3 separate regions of the Mus musculus genome follow, and all the other regions are linked to region 2. The links are chromatin contacts, called in public HiChIP or PLAC-seq and promoter capture Hi-C maps. All regions are on one chromosome and are shown on one strand. Each heading gives the region's core, a stretch centred on a gene start, on an enhancer-like site or on the middle of the called end of the contact. The rest is flanking DNA. Distances are from core to core; before and after follow the strand shown.

Region 1 (2,700 bases), core at 62-2,561, 180 kb after region 2:
CAACTTGCTTCCCCAATTCTTGGAGAAAACCAATGGAATGAGATAACCTGAGATACCGAGTTATCACTTCAAGGAGTGGACTCAGTTCCATGTCTGAAATAGAGAAATCGGTCAACACGGGGATTTCTACTGCTGATTGTAGCCACAAAAATACAATCCAAGAAACTTTTGCAACCAGAGAGGATAAAAAATTTGACTCTCTTCCCGTTTATGTTGCTCATTCAAAAATAAATGGCTCCACGCCAAGTACGTTACACACAGAAGGGTTTCACACTACCCAATTTGAGTCAGCATATACATCATAAATTAATGTGACACTGTATTTCCAATCCCAAAGCTCTTCGTTGTAGTATGACTCACCAAATCCTCCATTTGTCCAACTAAGAAAACTTTATATTCCTCCCTTCAAACTACCACTATGACCTTCGTAGGAACTGGGTTAGCGACTCCCTTCATAATCGTTAAACACACACTTTAAACAGGGCTCCGGGGAAGCCGAGGCGTGGAGACCGACAGGAAAGCGAGGTGACCTTTCCATAGGCGCTGGGGTCTGGCCTACAAGCCCTGCTGTGGGGGACCCTGTGGGCAGCGCCCGCTCCACGAAGCAAGCCCGAGTGCAAGCGCAATGCTTTGACTCCATGAGTCCGGAACCCGTTCCCGGGCGCAAAGCCCAGCCAGTCCCTCGCCGGGCCACCGAGGGTCCCGGCCGCCCCACTTCCCAGGGTCGGGCCGGGTTCGGCCCGGAGGCTCCGAAGCCCGGAGTCCGGCGCGCGGCGCCATTTTAGGCCGCGGTGGCGGCGCCATCCAATCAGCGCGCGGGAGGCGGGGGGCGCCGGGTCCCTCGCGAGTCGCCGCAGGCAGCGCCGGGCGCCGGGCTGCTAGGTTCGGGGGTCTGGCCTCCGTGCCGCCATGTTGCACCGTCCCCGCGGCCTCCTGATAGGCGGGCCCGGGCAGAGGCCGCACCCGCGGCCGAGAGCAGCTCACCTTCTCGCAGAGGCTCTTGACCTGGGACTCGGAGAGCTGCTTGCACTCGTTCAGCTGCTCGATCCACTGGTCCAGCTCCTTGGTGAACAACTTCTCGTCCATGATGCCGCCCGCCCGAACCGGCTGCCGCTCCGCGCTGCTCCCGCGCCGCCGCCCGCACCCGGGCCACACGCACACGCCGCCGCCGCTCTCCCGGGGTGCTTTCTGCGGCCCCAGGCGGCTGCTGGGCGCTGGCGCCGGCCCGCTGGCTCGCTCCGCAGTGCTCGGCCGCCGGCCGCTGTGCCTCCTCCTCCGCTCGCCCTAGCTCGGGACTCGGCTTTCTGTAATGGCGGCCGCCCGGCGTGGTGACGTCACGCCAGCGTCAGGGAGCCGCGGGGAGGGCGACGGAGTGGGGCCGGGACCCAGAGCTGCGCACCGTGGAGCCGGGGCGCAAGCGCAGCGGAGTTGGCTGCCGAAGGAAGTGGCTTCGCTCTTGGGGCGTGGTCCTCCCGCTGGGAGGGCGGCGGGGGAAGGGAAGAAGCGAGTCCGAGCAAGCGCAGTGCTGGTTAATCCTGGCGTCCCAGGCTCCGCAGGGCGCCTGCGCGGTCTCGGCGCATGAGCAGTCCGTGTAGGCGAGGTTTTTATTCCTTGTGACCTGGTGTTTCTGGAAGGCCTCTGGGTGATACCTCTCAGATGTGGTCTGGGCTCTGCCAGCCTGATGACTAAAGGCAACCCTAAGGCGCTTAGTCCAGCAGCCCTGGGAACCACAAGGGAGTCACACACCTTTGGGGACAAGCCTAGTGGCAGGTTGCCTGGAGTGACCTTCCCCACCTCTGGCCGTTGCAGGCTCCTATAATTAGGTCATTCGTGGGCGAAGGAAGGTGTACCTGCTGGGATGTGTCGCCCGCGCACCTTACACCCCCAGCACACACCTGTCCCTGCACGAAGGCGGGGCCGAAGTGGGCCTTCGATCCTGGCCTCTTCCTAAGCCTTGCTTCCTCTCCTGTGGCCTTCAACACCTCTGGTGTGCACTTTTCTCCGAGACCTGTGCCCACTGGAAATAATCTTGTCCTACATTCTAGAGGAACAAGCCAGGGCTGTGTTCTGGTACTGGTAGAAGCAGCTACCGTGTGTTCTGTAAAGGAAGCTGATATTCTTAAGGATCAGCCTTCGACCTGGTTATAAATCTCTTCTGAGGCTTGTGAAACGTGTTCACATTGCACTGTCTGCATTCACAGAGATACTTGGCTCTACAGAGCATCAACTGTTGACCAGATCCCATGCTTAGGGGACAAAGGGGTCATGCAGACAGAAAGGGGCTACTGCCCTGGTGGAGCTTGAATGTTCCTGGCTGGAAATGAATGGAATGGATGGAAGTCATACACTGCTCCCCTCCAGAGTCTGGGAGAGAAGCCAAAGGATGGTTATCCATGAAGGTCAAGGCAAGAGCTGACCTAGCTATACTGTGGGGAACAGTCAAGCCTGTCACACACCGGAGAAGACACAGCTCAGAGCATCAGAAGACACCCTGACCCACAAGCTACAAGAGGACCTCAGTGGCCCCATCCACAAATGGCAGGGATGAAAATCCTCCTTTATCAAGGACAACCTGCTTGGCCAGGGGAACTGGCTTGACCAATTCTGCTTTCTCTAGTGGGTACCTCCCACTAGAGTTCCCGAAGAAAGTACCTGAGATCTACTCTTCTAGACGCCTCCATACATACTTGTTCTGCCAGT
Region 2 (2,700 bases), core at 164-2,663:
GGGGCGGTGCGGCTGTCTTCCGGCCGGCTTTGCGCCGCTGCCAGGGGTCCTGTGGGGCCGGGAGTCGGAGAGGCGGCCAGTGTCCTCCTTCACAAATTACCCACTGTTGTTTCAACTGCTTTCCCAAGAGGTGGAAGAGGTCTACATTGACTCCAACACCGAAACGTTCTTGAGGCGGAGGTGTGCGACCTTCAGTTTACTGCATGGCTATCCAAAGGGCCTAGTGTCTTACAGAAACAGTGATCGGTCGTGGTGAATTCGATGCTGGGTGCCAAGGAGATGCCACTGAAGACGCGGCCTTAACTAGCGTCTGAGTCAATGGGCTCCGGATGCAACTTCCCAGACTGAGCAGCTGCCTAAAGACCCCAAGAGAGAATTTCGTGACCCATGTGGCCGCCGGAAGTCTCAGTTCCTGGACAGCAGGTTCTAAGCGTCGAACTTAGTTGAAAAAGTCATAGCGGGCTGGAGAAACCACGTGAGTGGCCACGATCCTTCCTCGCCTCGAGCCACCACATGTCATATATTTATAGTGTTTGATTTGCACATGCAACAACAGGCAGGAGCTCAATAAATGTGTGAGGCGCTAATGCTTGTGTCTATGTAAGCAGGCTGTCTGGAATAAGGTCCCTAATCGGCACAGGGATGATCAAAAGGGCAGGTGTTTGTGTGTGTGTGTGTGTGTGTGTGTGTGTGTGTGTGTGTGTCAGGGTCCATCTAGTATCCCGGGGACGTAAGAAGCCTCCAGATTGAGCAAAGGACGCTGTTCACACCAAGGTTCCAAGTCATCCACAGGTTCCACCGGTCTAAGGAACCACCTTCTCCGCAACTTGGACGCAAGTTGTGGCTGTATGATAGTTAAGGAAATGGAGTTCCAGAGTTTAGTAATGGATTTCAGGTTAGAGAATAGCTGGAGAGCGAGCCCTTTAAGATTATTCCCAGTGGGCCTGTCCCGGTCTCTCCAGGGAGGGGAGGGCGGGGCCTGGGACGTTAGCCCCTCCCACCGCGGCCCCGCCCCGGCGCCCGCCCCGCCCCCGGCTCGCTGCCCGCGGTGCCTTTGATGTTCCGACCCGCCGGCTCCCAAAGCTGCTGTGCCCCGCGCCCTCGCCCCGCGCCCACTGGCCGCTCAGGCGGAGTCAGCGTGCGCTCCGCCCGCCGCGCTCCGGGCTCGGAGCCCCGCACCCTGGGCTCGCCGCCTTCCCGGCCGGCTCCGCGCCCCGCACCCGGCGCCCCGGCGGGCGCAGCGCACCATGCCGCAGCTGGACTCGGGCGGGGGCGGCGCGGGCGCAGGCGACGACCTCGGCGCGCCCGACGAGCTGCTGGCCTTCCAAGACGAAGGCGAGGAACAGGACGATAAGAATCGCGACAGCGCTGTGGGCCCGGAGCGGGACCTGGCAGAGCTCAAGTCCTCACTGGTGAATGAGTCCGAAGGCGCGGCCGCAGGCGCCGGGGTCCCGGGTCCCGGCGTCCGAGTACATGGAGAAGCCGAGGGAGCGCCCGAGGTGAGCCCGGCCCGCTCCTCCCCGGAGGACCTCGTCCCGAGTTGGTAGCGTGCGGACCCGCCCCCCCGCGCCACGGTCCTCGTGGGTCCCATCTCTGGAGCCCCTCCTGTTCCCTCCGCTCCTCATGGCCCCTCTGCTTCGCTCTGCAGGCCCTGGGACGGGAGCACACTTCGCAGAGACTTTTCCCGGACAAACTTCCAGAGTCCCTAGAGGACGGTGAGTTTTTGCGCGGCTGGGGAAGAAGGCGCTAGAACCGGGGGTGGGGGTGTGGGGGGCGGGTTTCCCGGGCGCCGCTGAGCTGGAGTCACTTCCGGTGCCCTGACCTTTATAGGAGTAAACAGACCCCCGCCATCTCCGCCTCCCCTCCAGCCCAGGTGACTGACTAATCCTTTGCCTTGAGGAGCAAGCCTTGGCTAAGGTTCCCAAGCAGGAGGGTGGGGTAGGGAGTCAAGTCCCGGTCGCGAAGTGGAGGTCTGGACTCGGGGGTCTTTCCTCAAAAACTTGCCTTTGCGGATATTTCCACCCGTTCGGAGGTCGCTGTTCCCTGTCAAGTCACGAACTTGAAGGGGACCCCTTGGCAGGGTTTTTTTTTTTTTTTTAACCCCCCTCCGGAGCAGACAGCCTTCAGTCCTTAGGAGCAGCTGGCTGGGCTGGTGTCTGACCCAGCTGTGGTTTTTCCAGGCCTGAAGGCCCCGGAGTGTGCCAGTGGCATGTACAAAGAGACTGTCTACTCTGCCTTCAATCTGCTCATGCCCTACCCACCGGCCTCCGGAGCAGGGCAGCATCCGCAGCCTCAACCCCCGCTGGTAAGTGACCGAAGCAGTCAGGCCCTGTAATGGGGCTGGCTACCTACTTGACCACACAGGTGATGCTTGGACAAAAAAGGACTTCTCTGCCCAATTCCTAGATGCTCTTGCCCAGTTAACATCCAGAGGAGTCTGACCCAAAAGGAGATCTCTGAAGGAGCGCCCCGGCTCCAGTCTTTCTCACTTGCTTTTGACCTTTGTCTTCCCAACTTGCTCAAGCAGGTGCCTGTGTTGGCCCACGGTGGGGTTGAAAACGTTTTTGAGCTGAGCCCATGCCATTCCCTAGCGTGATGTGCATGCTCTGAGCTAGAGCTCTGTGGTTAGCTTTTTTTTTTTTCCTTCAGAGAAGCGAGGGAACTCGGGTGTGAGAAGACTGGGTAAGAGACCTAATCTTT
Region 3 (2,700 bases), core at 170-2,669, 240 kb after region 2:
TTGTGCTGAGGTTTCCATCTTCTCAGACCGAGAGCCACCTTGGCTCTCTAGTGTGCAGATGGCCTCAGTGCACCCATCAGCCTCTGACGATGTTAGTGAACCTCATAAGCCTACTCTTGGATCATCCTATCATCCTATTTGTTCTGCTTATCTGCGGACCTCTGACTAATACAATAACTGATCATGATCATGTAGATGGTTATCTCACATAAACAACATTTAACAGAAGGCAATTCAAGGCTGGTTTGGTTGAGAACAAACATAAATTAAGAGGTATCTTGTGTCACAAAACAGGATGTGAAACAGTTAAAAACATTAAAAATGAGATCTGGAAGGGAAAAAGAAGACTAGGAGGGCTATACATTCTTAAATGTGAAAAGCTTAGTATCATTTTCAAGAACCAGAATGTTATAGCAAGAATAAATTAAGTAGGCCTGCTTTTTAAACGGTTATCAGACACAATACTCGGAGACTGAAAAGTATCAACTCCATGCCAAGTTTCCAGCTGGGAGAACCATGGGACTGAGATGAGAGGTGTCTTCAAAGGCGGGGCCACTGTGGACCCTGAGCTAGTCAAGCAGTTTGGAGACAACCTGATCACCTCTCACAGCCAGTCCCCTGACTGGACAAGCAGCAAATGATCACCTCTCTGTCTGACCAGAGGGAACACGCACAGGGGGAGAGGGAGCACGCACAGCGGGTATAGACTTCTCACAGGTACACCCATGATACAAATGACCAGGCAAAAACAGTCTCAAGAAAGATTCCCTAAGTCTTCACCCAGGTCCTGCCACACTACCTGCCCACAGCAGCGATCCTCCTTGGGCTGCTCCCCACCCATTCCCAGGAGTCAGTCTCGTTTTCCTTAATAATTCTATGTTCACTCTGTTCATTCTTGTTTGCTTTCCTTATTATTCTTGGGTACAACACAAAACACCCAGAAGACAGAAATGGGGGCCTCTTTGGTGACCAGTGCTTGCCCAGCATCCAAGCTCCGGGGTTAAGCTGACTAAACTGAGACAGGCCCTTTATTACACACAAGGGATCCACATCAGTTTCACTTTTAAAAACAGGAAGAGCTGGAGGGAAACCATGGTTAGGATAAAGCCGTCCTGTTTAGACCTGTATGTCTGCTCTCAGGAGGTCATCTGGGATGTGGGGACCATGCTAAGCTGCTTGCATGGGAACAGGAAGAACAAAGAACTGAAACCCTGTGCTCCAGGATGCGGACAGGGAAGCAGGTGGGAAGGTGATTTAGCAGAGGAGCAGAGGGGCACTTGGAGGTGAGAAAAGAAAGAAGACATGTGACAAAAAAAAAGATGAGAGTGGTTCCAGAAAGGGACGGTGATTCACAGTGTCAAACCTTACACAAAGGTCACAAAGGGAGGGGGGGAGACTGAAGAAAGCCACAGAGCTGACTGATTTAGGAGATGGGTGGAGCCCAGCCAGAGCAGGCTTTCAGGACTGCTGAATCAGGAGCCAGGCCTAGTTAGTTAACAGGCCAAATTTCACTTTACTAATTAATGCAGTAGGGCATGCCTTCTCCTCTCTACCACATCCTCTGTCTCCTTTTGAAAGGAAGTGGGTCCCACAGTTATACTCGTGCGCTACCAATTATCACCTTTTCTGTTTGTGACAACTGAGGGCAAAGGACTGTAGCCAGGACTTCTGCCTCATCCTATGAATATCTACAAGGCAGATTTCAAAACCCAGACCCCGATTACTGATTCATCTGCAGTGCACAGCATGCTTGAAGGAAAGAGATGGTGGCCAGACTCAGTGGCAGCAATCCGGTTAGCAGAGGCTGCCTGCTGAGAAGTTATGTGACCCATCCCTGGCTCATACTTCTTCCAAGGCCACAGTGGCAGCCTAGTGATCTTGCATTTGAAAGTCTCCTCAAAAAAAGAACTCTCATTTTAAAAGTGACAACCACTGAAAAGTCTGGAGATGCCCAAAGTAAGAGGTATGCTTTTAGATCACCTTAAGGACTCAATGAGCAGGGTGGTGGTGCACACCTTTAGTCCCAGTACTCTGGAGGCACAGGCAGGTGGACTCTGTGAGTTCTCGTGCATCTCAGTCTACAGAGTGAGGTTCAGGCCAGCTAGGGGAGACTCTGTAAAACAAGCAAAGAAACAAGAAAATAACAAGAACTCCATGAATGTGCAAAAATTCTGAAGAAAAGACCCAAAACATTGTAAACTCGGGGAAAAAAAGAAGGAAAAGAAAACCAAACCTCTGGCCTATGGTCTTAATGGATGACTGCAGCAGTAATACGGCTCTGTGAGAGGGGGAGCACTAGAGGGCCACTGTGTCTCTACACCGACTTTCTTCCCAAGAGCAGCAGCAGACACACATGTTTATCTTTAGGGTTATTTTATTTCTTATGAATATGTGTGTTTTACCTCTGTACCATGCCTATGCCTGGTGCTGGCAAAGAACAGGAGAGAGTGTTGGATCCCCTGAAACTGGAGTTACAGATGGTTGTGAGACACCGTGTCGGTTCTGGGAATCAAACACAGATCTTCTGAAAGAACAGTCAGTGCTCTTAATCTCCAAAATATCTCTCCAACCATGTCTTTTTTACATTCTAAATTCATACACTCATGGTAGCTCAGACCTTCCGGTGAGGTAGGGGGATAATGAGTTAGAGGCCAGCCTGGGCTACACAACAAGATTGAAGTCAGCCTGGGTTACATTACA

The links. HiChIP or PLAC-seq counts read pairs in DNA pulled down with a chosen protein or histone mark. Capture Hi-C pulls out chosen DNA fragments and counts their contacts.
Region 1: a contact with region 2 is called in a promoter capture Hi-C map of adipose tissue. The contact joins the promoter of Ppp2ca here to the promoter of Tcf7 in region 2. A contact is called at or near these places in 3 of 484 Hi-C or Micro-C datasets (the N1E-115 cell line, embryonic stem cells and muscle stem cells), 2 of 115 datasets of contacts at active chromatin or transcription factors (the SCID.adh cell line and trophoblast stem cells) and 3 of 9 other capture datasets (adipose tissue, liver and pancreatic islet).
Region 3: an H3K4me3 HiChIP or PLAC-seq map of the SCID.adh cell line shows a contact between it and region 2, with 13 read pairs. The contact joins the enhancer-like site here to the promoter of Tcf7 in region 2. A contact is called at or near these places in 4 of 39 promoter capture datasets (the C10 cell line, erythroid cells, hippocampal neurons and 1 more), 2 of 15 datasets of contacts at CTCF or cohesin (the NIH/3T3 cell line and large pre-B cells), 1 of 484 Hi-C or Micro-C datasets (liver), 1 of 115 datasets of contacts at active chromatin or transcription factors (the SCID.adh cell line) and 3 of 9 other capture datasets (adipose tissue, liver and pancreatic islet).

Annotation. Positions count from the first base shown.
Region 1 is chr11:52,097,435-52,100,134 of GRCm38.p6, reverse strand. Ppp2ca (protein phosphatase 2 (formerly 2A), catalytic subunit, alpha isoform) reads right to left here and starts at 1,311. Exons shown (of 7, transcript NM_019411.4): 1 at 985-1,311. The coding sequence starts at 1,086.
Region 2 is chr11:52,281,727-52,284,426 of GRCm38.p6, reverse strand. It overlaps Tcf7 (transcription factor 7, T cell specific), which reads left to right and starts at 1,413. Exons shown (of 11, transcript NM_001313981.1): 1 at 1,413-1,499; 2 at 1,649-1,715; 3 at 2,181-2,305. The coding sequence starts at 2,210.
Region 3 is chr11:52,045,345-52,048,044 of GRCm38.p6, reverse strand. The region is part of intron 13 of Cdkl3 (cyclin-dependent kinase-like 3); the gene reads right to left. Among named protein-coding and RNA genes, the nearest start is that of Cdkl3, 42 kb to the right of the region's middle. Within about 2 kb of position 1,419, at least 126 of the 459 cell types and tissues checked have an H3K27ac peak or open chromatin away from gene starts, as enhancers often do. A contact at or near this core is called in the NIH/3T3 cell line, the SCID.adh cell line and adipose tissue, where this site is marked.